Linked DNA regions of Mus musculus: region 1 is linked to region 2. A link is a contact called in public HiChIP or PLAC-seq data. All regions are on one chromosome and are shown on one strand. The core of a region is the stretch at or near the end of the contact, and the rest is flanking DNA. Distances in the headings are between cores, read along the strand shown. Region 1 has its middle 140 kb from the start of Gm39048. Region 2 has its middle 64 kb from the start of Tmem126b.

Region 1 (5,247 bases), core at 1,351-3,850, 340 kb after region 2:
AGTCAATGTTTTATTTTCTGTCCTTGGACTTACAGTATATTGTTCATTCCTAGTTTATTACAGTCATCAGATAATGCTTTCACAGCCAACCTAGAAGGAATGTTTTCCCTGACCATAAATTTATTCCAAGTCTGTTTCTTATCCTAGTGAAGGTTTACATATCTCTAACTGCACCACTTATACTATAGCAGGGTTAAAATTACTTGGTTAAAATTATAGGTTAAAATTCCTATAAATTTAGGAGTTTTATAGAATCATTGTTAGGAATTGTGAAATCATTAACCTGTCTTCATAACATTACTACAAGAGAGTACATCTTTGTTGATGTGCAAATAATAATAATTTAATAACTATTAATGACTGGACAAACATATCAACAAGAGACAATCCTGTGATGAGATCTCTGAATGTCCTGAAATTCAAAATTAATCCATTACAGCCATACAAAAACCAACAGACCATCTAGAGAAAGTCACTTGTTAGGTTTTGACTCCTGGATGGCTTCTGACAGTACTGGATTGTATAAAAAAGCAGGCTGAACAAACTAAGTGTATCAAGCCAGCAAGCTGCTTTGCTCCATGGTATGTATTTCAGTTACTATCTCTAGGTTCCTTATTTGGACTTCTTCTCCAGCTTCTCTTGATGATGGACTTTGCATGGAAGTATGAGCCAAATAATCCTTTATTCCCTGAGTTGCTCTTGGTTTGGTATTTATCACAGCAATAAAAAAAAAATAGGACAGATCAGAAGTATATAATATTGTTAAAATGGATTTGTGACTAAAAGCATTCTGCAGAATCAATAAAATACTTATCAAAATTAGAGTGATATTTTTCATGGAAATAGAAAGAAAATGTTTTTAAAAATTCACATAAAACACCAAAACATGGCAAATGAAATCCAGAGTAGAAAGAACAATGCCAGAGATATAACAAAATCTTACTTCAAATCATTTCACAGACCCATAGTAATAAAACCAGCAAGGCAGAGACACAAAACCAGACATGTACACCAGTGAACAGAAAAAAAAAAAAAAAAAAAAAAAAACTAAGAATAACTCAACACAGCTGAAGTAATTTGATTCTTGATAAAGGCTCCAAAAGCACGCACAAGGTGATAACGCCTTTTAAAGAAGAAGTGCCAGAAAACTAAATATCCACATCTAGGAGATTAAAGTATAGATTTTGATCTCACACACTGTGCAATAATTAGTTCCAAATTGATTAATAATTTAAAATAAGACTTGAAACTTTAAAACTAGTAAAGGAGAGGGAACACAACTCAATACAAGAGAAATTCCTTTCTAACTACAATAGCTCAGGGAATTAAAGTAAGAATTCCCAAACAGGATTATATAAAATAAATGAAATCATATAGCAAAGCAAGCCATTTCTAGAGACAAGAGACAGCCTATATTTAACAGGGGATTGGCAAGGGGGAGGTTATAGGGGACTTCCAGAGAGAAAATTTGGCAAGGGATAGCATTTGAAATGTAAATGAAGAAAATATCTGATAAAAAATTTTAAAATGCAGAAAATGTAAAATATTTAAAAACATTAAATGACAAGTGAGCAAACAATCTGGTTACTTAATGGGCAAATAAATTTAGCAGGCTCTTCAATGAAAATATATAATTGGCCAATGCAGGAATGTCCAGTCATTAGCTATAAGAAAATGAATGAAAATTAAAACTCTGTCAATGGGACTTGAGAGAGAGCGCAGTAGCTAACAACCCTGGCTGTTCCTCTAGAGGACCCAATTCAATACCCAGCACCCACATGACCCAACCATCTATAACTCTAATTACCAGGAATCTTATGCTCTCTTTTTATCTTTATGGGAACCAGACATTCATGTGGTATGTTGTGCAGGGACATTCATACAGGAAAAACTCTCATCCATACACATATAAATAAATAAACAAACAAACAAACAAATAAATAAAACATACATAATACATACATACATACATACATACATACATACATGCCACAGACTCTCTGGGTCCCTTTGTCTGCGTGGACGGGTCTCTGGATACAGATGGGCAAGGAGTTGGAGAGTGATAGACAGACCAAACACGAGAGATTGTGTAGAATCTGAATGTAATGTCAGGTCAAGCATCAAACATTTTATACGCAGAATAGCAAGAAACCAGACAAAACAATCCACCAAGTTACAGTGACGCAATACAAAAGGAATGTATACATCAAAAGAAGGCGGGGACCAGGCCGCTGCCACTAAGAAGGGAGCCAGTTGTAAAGCTAGTCTACTGTTAAGCCCACCACCAGGGGTTCTACTTTAGCAGACCTTCTCATGAATACTGCAATACCACAATCCTCCTATTTCCTGGGCTCTGATAATTTTTAGTGTGAGTGTAACTTTTAAGTATCTGAGGAGAATCTTCATTTGTCAGAAGAATTCACCAACTTGCCTCTAATATGCAATGTAGCCTGTACTGAAGATTTCTATCTCAGTGGGATTCCCTGGCTCTTTTATGGTATTCCCTTGTTTGGGTGAGATTTGCTACTGTCCTTAGTAGATACTCTGCAAACCAGCCACGAGCTGTTGGCTCTGTCTTTTGTAATGCTTAATGAGTTACTGAATAGGTAACTTCCTTACTGCATTTCTACCGGATTCCAAGCTTGTCTGGCTTCTGGCACATTGGAACACTGGTGGGAGACCTAACTATATCAGAATTCAATCTTAAAAGGCACTTATAATAAAATAATACTAAAAGAGAGCACGTGGATCCATACACCAGACTAACGTGAGGCTAGGGTATGAGTATACGGGTTAATGAGAATGCCAAAGCTCCAGGAAACTCTTGAGTGCTTTCAGGCCTCTTGGCCTGCCAAGCAAACTTCACTGGCGTGTGCATAGCACATACATACATACATACATACATACATACATACACACATACATACACACATACATACATAAACCTGTGTTGATATTTCATCTCAACCCAGTCAGAGTGTCCAAGGTTAAGAAATAAACAACATAGGTTGCTGCTGGCACAGAAGTGGACATATATTAGCTAAAGACTATCAGAATCATGATATGTATTCCTTACACAATTAGGCTAACACTTTAATATGATCTAGAAATACTACTTCTGTGAACAATTTCAAAAGAATCAGTTCCTTCATTAGAGCAGTATCTGTATGTCTATGTGTATCTCAGTACTATACACAAGGCTAAGCTATAGAATTAGCCTAGGTGTTCCCCAGAACATGAATGTAGAAATAAAATATGGAATATCTATCTATCTATCTATCTATCTATCTATCTATCTATCTATCTATCTATCTATCTTCTATTTATCTGAGGTTTTCTTGTTTTGTTTTGCTTTGCTTTGCTTTGCTTTGTTTTGTTTGTTTTTGTTTTTCAAGACAGGGTTTCTCTGTGTAGCCCTGGCTGTCCTGGAACACACTCTGTAGATCAAGCTGGCCTGGAACTCAGAAATCAGCCTGCCTCTGCCTCCCAGGTGCTGGGATTAAAGGCGTATATCACCACTGCCCAGCCTATCTGAGTTTTATTTAGCTCTAAAGGAAATAAAATCATGTCTTTGTACAAAAATAAATGGAACTATAGATCATCATTTAAAGCATCATAGTCAGACTTATGAATAAAAACAATAACTATTCTCTATCTGATGAGGACATGAAGACAAAGTGGGACTTCTTAGGGACAAGGAAGTGGAAATGAGAGAGAGAGGGAGAGGAGGAGGGAGAGGGGGAGGGAGAAGGGAAGGGGGAGAGGGAGTTAATATAATCAAAGTTATAGGATTGTGTGAAAGGATTGGTACTAGCTTGTCTTATGTCAGCTTGACACATAAACTAGAGTTAAATAAGGAACCTCCACCATAAGATGTGGCTGTTTCTTAATTAGTAATTGATGGGGGGAGAGCCAAGTCCATTGTGCATAATGCCATTCTTGGTCTGGCGGCTCTAGGTTCTACAAGAAAGCAGGCTGAGGAAGCCAGTAAGTAGTACCCTTCCATGGTTTCTGCATTAACTTCTGAGTCCAGGATCTTGCCCTGTTTGAGTTTCTGTCCTGTCCTCCTTCAATGATAAACAGCACTGGAGAATTGTAAGCTGAATAAATCCTTTCCTCCCCAACCTATATGTTGGTTATAGTGTTTCATCACAGCAATAGAAACACTAAGAAAAGTATCATAATGAAATTTATTACTGACACATAGTAATGCAAAAGAAAAAAATTACTCTCACGTACAAAATTATCATTGAAGCTTGTGAACATTGTGTCAACCAAAATAATCTGGCAACAAAAAAGATTACTATATAATTTTACTTATATAAGGTATATAAAGTACTCAAACTCTTAGAAAGAAAAGGTGACAAATGGATTGCTTATTGGTAAGGGGATTGATGAGGGAAAATTAGTGTGTCATGGATAGAGAGTTTCAGTTTTAATATAAAAGTTTTACTGTTAATATATGTAAGACTATTGAACTCTACACTTAAAATGGTTGAGAATGTAAGATTAATATTTTATGTTTCTAGTAAATGATAATATCAATGCTATGATTCTGAGATACTCTACTTGAAAGAAAGAATTGGAAAGAATAACATAATTAGATAATTGTAAGTAATTTTCAATGTATACTTTCAAAGTATATTTTCAAATTTCCTAGTTCCCACCTTCTTATGGAGAAATGTTCCATTTCTTGGTATTAAAGATCTATTACTATATATAAGCTTTGAAGATTAGGTTTTTGTGTTGCCAGCTGTGGCATATTCATAAAGCCATTTTAAACTAATCAATTACAACACTCACAAATTTATTTAGAAGATATTACTGCAGAAACAAAAACACCAAAGAAACTAGATTCTATCAATTTAATATATCTGTAACTAGAATTTTATTATTTTCTGTCTCTAAAACACAAAAGAACATTTGCTCATATATGGCTCATGTAAAAAACAAACCACACAAATTTTATTTACTACCTGGATCAATGAGTTCTGTGCTACAGAAAGAACAAGAGATCACTATAATACATGAGATGAAATGGGACTTCATGTCAGTTTATCATGACAAATGCTATTTTATTCAACATTTGTCAAGAGAATGTCTACCATGCTGACTAAAAAACTTAGTAGTTATATAAATTTGTATGAGTCAATTCTTCTGGGTCTTAGATTCTTTTTAGTTGTAAACATATAGCTAATTTGCTTTTCATGAATAATTAATGATACCACATATATGAAAATTCTTAAT
Region 2 (5,512 bases), core at 2,953-5,452:
AACGTAAACATTAGCTTTTCAAACAATTATTTTATCTTTTAATAACATATATATGCGTGTGTGTATGTGAGTATGGGACATCTGAGGAGGCCAGGATATGTAAGTGGTTGTGAGGTGCTTAGTGTAGGTGCTGGGAACTGAACTTGGGTCCTCTGCAGGGATCACAAGTGCTCTTAACTGCTGAGCTGTCTCTATAGCTCATTCATCCACCTGAGTTTCATGTGAGTAACCAACTATCACAACACTATTATGTCATTTGATTAAGAAATTGCTTGCTGGATGTCTGTAAGTTTTCTGTTTGTTTGTTAAACTAAATCTCTCAGTAATACTTGAAAGTACTACTATTTTTATATGAAGGTCCTATGAATTTTTGTGTTTATTTACCCATCCTTTTATAAGATCTGTGAAGGTGGGATTTTTGCCTATGAAACAATTTTAATGTAAGTAAGCAACTAGAATAGTGCTAGCACATAAAAATGCACATTGCTTGCTGGGTTTTTTTTTTTTTAAATATGGCGCTACATTTCTTTCATTCTTTTCTATTTTATAGGTTGTATTACCATCTCCCAGGGTAGGCTCCATAAAGACAATGTTTTAAAATTTGTCTACTTTTATATCTGGAAAGACTAGCTTAGTACTCGAAATTCACAAATACTCATATGGATACATGAACTAATGATGACTCTACAATCCACAACACAGTTTATCTTTTATATTTGACTTGCTATTTTCCTGATGGTGTTAGTATTTTCCTTTGCTTTTGCTTTTCTGAAGCCTCTTTATACTCTATTTAGGCCAGATTTCTTTTAAAACATTTCCATGTAATTCACTTAGCTTCTAAATCTCACCATAGTTTTTACCAATTCTGGAAAATTTGTAGTTATTATCTCTTTAGCATCCTTTAATACTGTTGAAATGTTGAATATTTTGATGTAATAGGTATTTTGATGTAAGAAGGTTACTGACAACATTGTTTATTTCATTCTCCATAGTTTTCTCTGTGGCTATATCTAATCTGCTGGGTAATATATAAAACGGCATGAGAAAGCTTAATGAATATGCTTTTACAAGTTCTAAGTTTAAAATTGCTCATAATTTCTTTTAGTTTGTCTCTATTTCTTCCCTTTTTCTTCGCATATGTCTTTCTGTTCTTGGGTAGAGACTTGCTGGGGATCATATCCGATGCTCCAGGCCTCACAGATGCTAGCCATGAAGGCCAACACTAAACAGCCTCCCAGCTTCTTCCTTCTATCTTTTTAATATTATCCAAAATACTCCTTTGATTCTATAAATTGTTCTATTTTCTAAGGGTTGGGAAAGTGATATTATTGTATCTACTGATTCTTCTTTTCATGAAGTTAAGTCTTCATATAGTTTATAACTTTTGTGACTTAATTTTCAGCAAAAGTTGTTCTCCCAGGACAATTACATGTCTTGTATAAATGTGCTGAGAGACGAGCAAAACTAGAGTAGTCTTACTGGTTTTGGGTCATTTTCTCCTAATTTCAGGGTTTGGCTGTTAATATAATCTGAAGTAAATATTAGCATAAAATTTATATTTCTGTTGTGGGATCCAGACATATAAGAAGGTATAAAGAAGAAAATTGATTATTTATTGTTACACCTAACTACAATACCCCTAAAACAGTAATATTTTGATGTATTTTTTCCTAAATATTTAAATTGGTGTATGTGAAGATATGGCCACCTATGTCTATGTACAAATCTGGTTGATATTTGACTATTTCTCTTCCATTTTAAATGTCCTTGGGCTAGGACTGGCTTTTGCTTTTCTAAACATTCATTTTGGATTGGAATTATTTACTGTGACATTTTTGGCTATGAAATGTCATGTCAAATGATTGTGCCAGTGCACAGAAACAGAATGAAGAATCATAGACTCACAGGATCTAAGATTTAAAAGAGACATTTGAGAACATTGAATCGACCTCTAAAAGAGCTGATAGACAGGTCAACATTCTTTCTCTCCTCTGTCCATGTCTAAAATATGCAAACCTACACAGAAAAAAAATGTGATTTTGAGGACATGATGCTGAGTTTAAAGTTAGAGCCTCACACATACAATTAGGCTAACTTTCTGTTGCTATGGCAAAGTACCCAAGGCAATCAACTTTTAAGGAAGAAAATGTCTTTTAGGCCACATTTCCATAGTTACAGTTAATGATGGCTTCATCCTGTTACTTTGGGCCTATGGTGAGGCAGAAATCCTGATAAAAAAAGCGTGTAGCAGAACAAAGCTGTTTCTTTCTTGGTGGATGTGGCTAGTACAGTCCCGGCATGCCTCTTAGGAGCATGCCTTTCAGCTAGGCCCTGTCTCTTCAAGCTGCTACCATCTTCCAGTATCTCAGTCAAACAATCATTTAACAAGACATGAGCTTTTGTGGGGGACATTTAAGGTACAGCGTACAGCGATTTACATTCTTCATAAACTGTAATTATTTTGTTCACTTTGTCCCATTTTATCTTCAAAGGAAGTTGCGGATTTCAGACTAAGTAAACACACAGGTATCATCCATTTGTTCTTAAGGCAGTCAGTGCCTACCACTTTGTGCAGGCCGTAGGTGTTTCCTTCATCATAATTTATTTCCTTGAGATGGCTTAACAATAGGGTGGTGCCCTGCTTCCTTGGGTGTAATTTCTACTTAGGTTGAGCCCAGAAGTAAATTTAGAATTGCAACTATAATCCTGTTGAGGTTATGCAAAATAAGGAGGAAAGAAAAGAAAAAAGGAACCAAGGAAACAGTATCAGCAGGACAAAACCAGGCTGCCTTCTTGAAAAGACTTCATTTCTCTTTCTCTGTGGGCATAGGCGTGTGGGTGGGATCTCTCCGTTCTGTAGTCACAGATCCACCCTCCCCCAAATTAGCCACGTGTCAAGCTGAGAAATCTGTGGGACTTTCCGCATTAGCACACTGTGTCATATTATAATTTTTTAAAAGCAAAGACAGAAACAACCCAAATAATTCCATTTACATCTGAATTAAATTCCTCAGGCATTTCCTGGATTCTATTAGCAATTCAACAAGAAGCCTAGTATTAGGAAACAGGGAATAATTACAAAAGAAAGGGAGGGATCCCAGAGTTCAGGGCCGCTGAGTTATAATGCAGAATTTGGCTGAGATGGTTATTTTTGTTATGATTAGGAGGTGGTGGATCAGATTTTAATCCTTCAAAGTAATTTTCTGCTATTGAAAAATCCATTTTTTATTTTTTGTGTGTTCTGTACTAATTGTTCTATTGCAAAAATCAGATAATAGTTTTGTAAATCATCTGTGATGGTTAATTTTGATTGTCACGTAATAGGACCTTCAGTCACCAAGAGACAAATCTATAGGCATGTCTGTGGAGGATTTTCTAGATTAGGTTAATTAGGTTAACTGGGGGGAAACCGCCCCTCCCCCAGCCATGAAAGACACTAGTCTATGTGCTGAGGACCTGCTTCTAATAAAAAGGAGGGAGCGAGGCAAGTAGCAACATTCACATCTCTGCTTCCTGACTGTGGATGTAGTGTGGTCAGTTGCCTCAATCCCCTGCCATCGAATCTTCCCTGCTCTTAAAGGACCATCCCTTTAACTATGAGCCAAAACAAATCATGTAATTTCTTGTTAAGTATTTGGTCATAGCAATTAAAAAAAAAAAAGTAAATGAGAGATCATCTCAGAGGGTTTGTGAACAACTTTTAACTCACCCAACTTTCACATAGCTTACTAGTATTCATTATAAAATATATAAATAGGGCATTGTATGAGCCCTAGGGGGACATCGTCCTACTATTATTCTATAGCTTAAGTGCCTTGGATCTGGTGTGGTGTCTGGCAGAGATAGCACAGAGATCATCAGGCCATAACATACATGTGACATCTCTAGGAAGGGTTTAATTGACTGGTAAACAAAGCTAAAGATAATGGTGTAGGGATGGAGAGCCTTGGATAAACATTCTGGGGGGTTCCGGTGACCCTTGACTCTACAGACAGGAAAGGTCACCAGGTTATTAACAACATACACTCTCAGCCTTCTGGTGGAAAACAGATAATTTCTTCCATTTAGGAGACATCCTTTCATGATTAATATTCCTGCTTCTTCCAGAGTTTATCTGTGAGTATTGTGCTGAGACAGCCTAGACTGACTCCATGACAGGCTTCAAATTGGCAGTTCAGGAGACTAGGCCTAAGTATCTGTTTCTAAGAACTGGGCAAGTCCAGGCAGGTCCAGGACTCAGAAACTGCTCTGCCATCTGGCATGAGGAAAGGACAATGGGTTAGCAGCAATTTCCAGACTTCCTCAGCAACAGTTTCCTGCCCCCTAGGACCCAGCAATAGTTCTGGAATGTCCTTAGAGATAGATCCAAAAGATCAAGCTAGAACTCATCTATTCATCCCTGGAATTCCCCTAATGTGCTTTAAATGTGTTCTACATCTGGATCCGAAAGCAGTCAGAAGAAGACTGACTTCCAGGAAGCTAGGAAGAGGGTTTCAAAGCCCACCTCCAAAGTGACTCACTACTTCCGAATAGGCCACACCTACTCCAACAAAGCCATACCACTAAATAGTACCACGCTGTGGGCTAAGCATATTCAAACCACCACACAGGGAAAATCTCAACACTTTTGATAAAAATGTTATGTGAGGGGCTGGAAATATGGCTCAGCACTTAAGTGCACTTTCTGTTCTTGCAAAGGAACTAGATTGGGATCCCAGCCACAAACAGTGCCTCACCACCATCTATAACTACAGTTCCAGGGGTTCTGATGTCTTGTTTTGATGTCTGCTGGCTCCAGGCATACATGTGGTATACATATGTACCTATAAGCAGAACATTTATATACATACAATGAAATAAATCAACCAAAAAAATTATGTGCCATAGGAACCTTTAAAATTTAATTGAAGACCCAAAGATATGGCTGATTTTCTTTTTTCTTCTTCCTTCCTTTCCTTTTATCCCCTTTAGTTCGAAGTAAATCCATGATCAGAAAGAGTGAGACCACCATTCCAACTGAAGTGTTAGGAAAAGGCAGACTTTACTCTTGACCAAGATGGTGTGCTCAGATAAGTGAACACCCAGAAACAGGAAGTGTATTTGGCTTTTATTCCAACTCAGGTGTGACTATGTCTTTTCCACATTGTTTGGATTCACAGTCTTAATTCAGCTGGCTGGTTTGAAAAGAACTAGCCTAAGACAAGAAACAAAGGGGAGCAGGGGGTGGGTTGGGGGATTGCTGCTCTAGGGCATCAGATTCCTGGAATACATCAGGGAGACTTTGAATAAACTGGAGAGAGGGATTAAAACAACTGGGCAAGAGCTTTTCAAGGTGGGGGAATATATATAAAAAATTAAATTCCTTTTCTTAAACACAAATTTTAAAGTATTTGATAGAAAAGAATCATATTTGATATTTCTTACAATCCCCTAGTCCTGTTCTTGAACATTCTTTTCTTCAAACTCACTAACATGTAGGCTCTCTTGTTCTGTCCTACCTTGGAGTAAGTAC

The links. HiChIP or PLAC-seq counts read pairs in DNA pulled down with a chosen protein or histone mark.
Region 1: a contact with region 2 is called in an H3K27ac HiChIP or PLAC-seq map of embryonic stem cells, with 2.4 times the contacts expected there. The contact joins two enhancer-like sites. A contact is called at or near these places in 2 of 484 Hi-C or Micro-C datasets (cortical neurons and embryonic stem cells), 2 of 115 datasets of contacts at active chromatin or transcription factors (both in embryonic stem cells) and 1 of 9 other capture datasets (embryonic stem cells).

Annotation. Positions count from the first base shown.
Region 1 is chr7:90,874,426-90,879,672 of GRCm38.p6, forward strand. It overlaps a transcript of Dlg2 not described here. Among named protein-coding and RNA genes, the nearest start is that of Gm39048, 140 kb to the right of the region's middle. Within about 2 kb of position 2,601, at least 4 of the 459 cell types and tissues checked have an H3K27ac peak or open chromatin away from gene starts, as enhancers often do. A contact at or near this core is called in embryonic stem cells, where this site is marked.
Region 2 is chr7:90,536,774-90,542,285 of GRCm38.p6, forward strand. It overlaps a transcript of Dlg2 not described here. Among named protein-coding and RNA genes, the nearest start is that of Tmem126b, 64 kb to the left of the region's middle. Within about 2 kb of position 4,203, at least 21 of the 459 cell types and tissues checked have an H3K27ac peak or open chromatin away from gene starts, as enhancers often do. A contact at or near this core is called in embryonic stem cells, where this site is marked.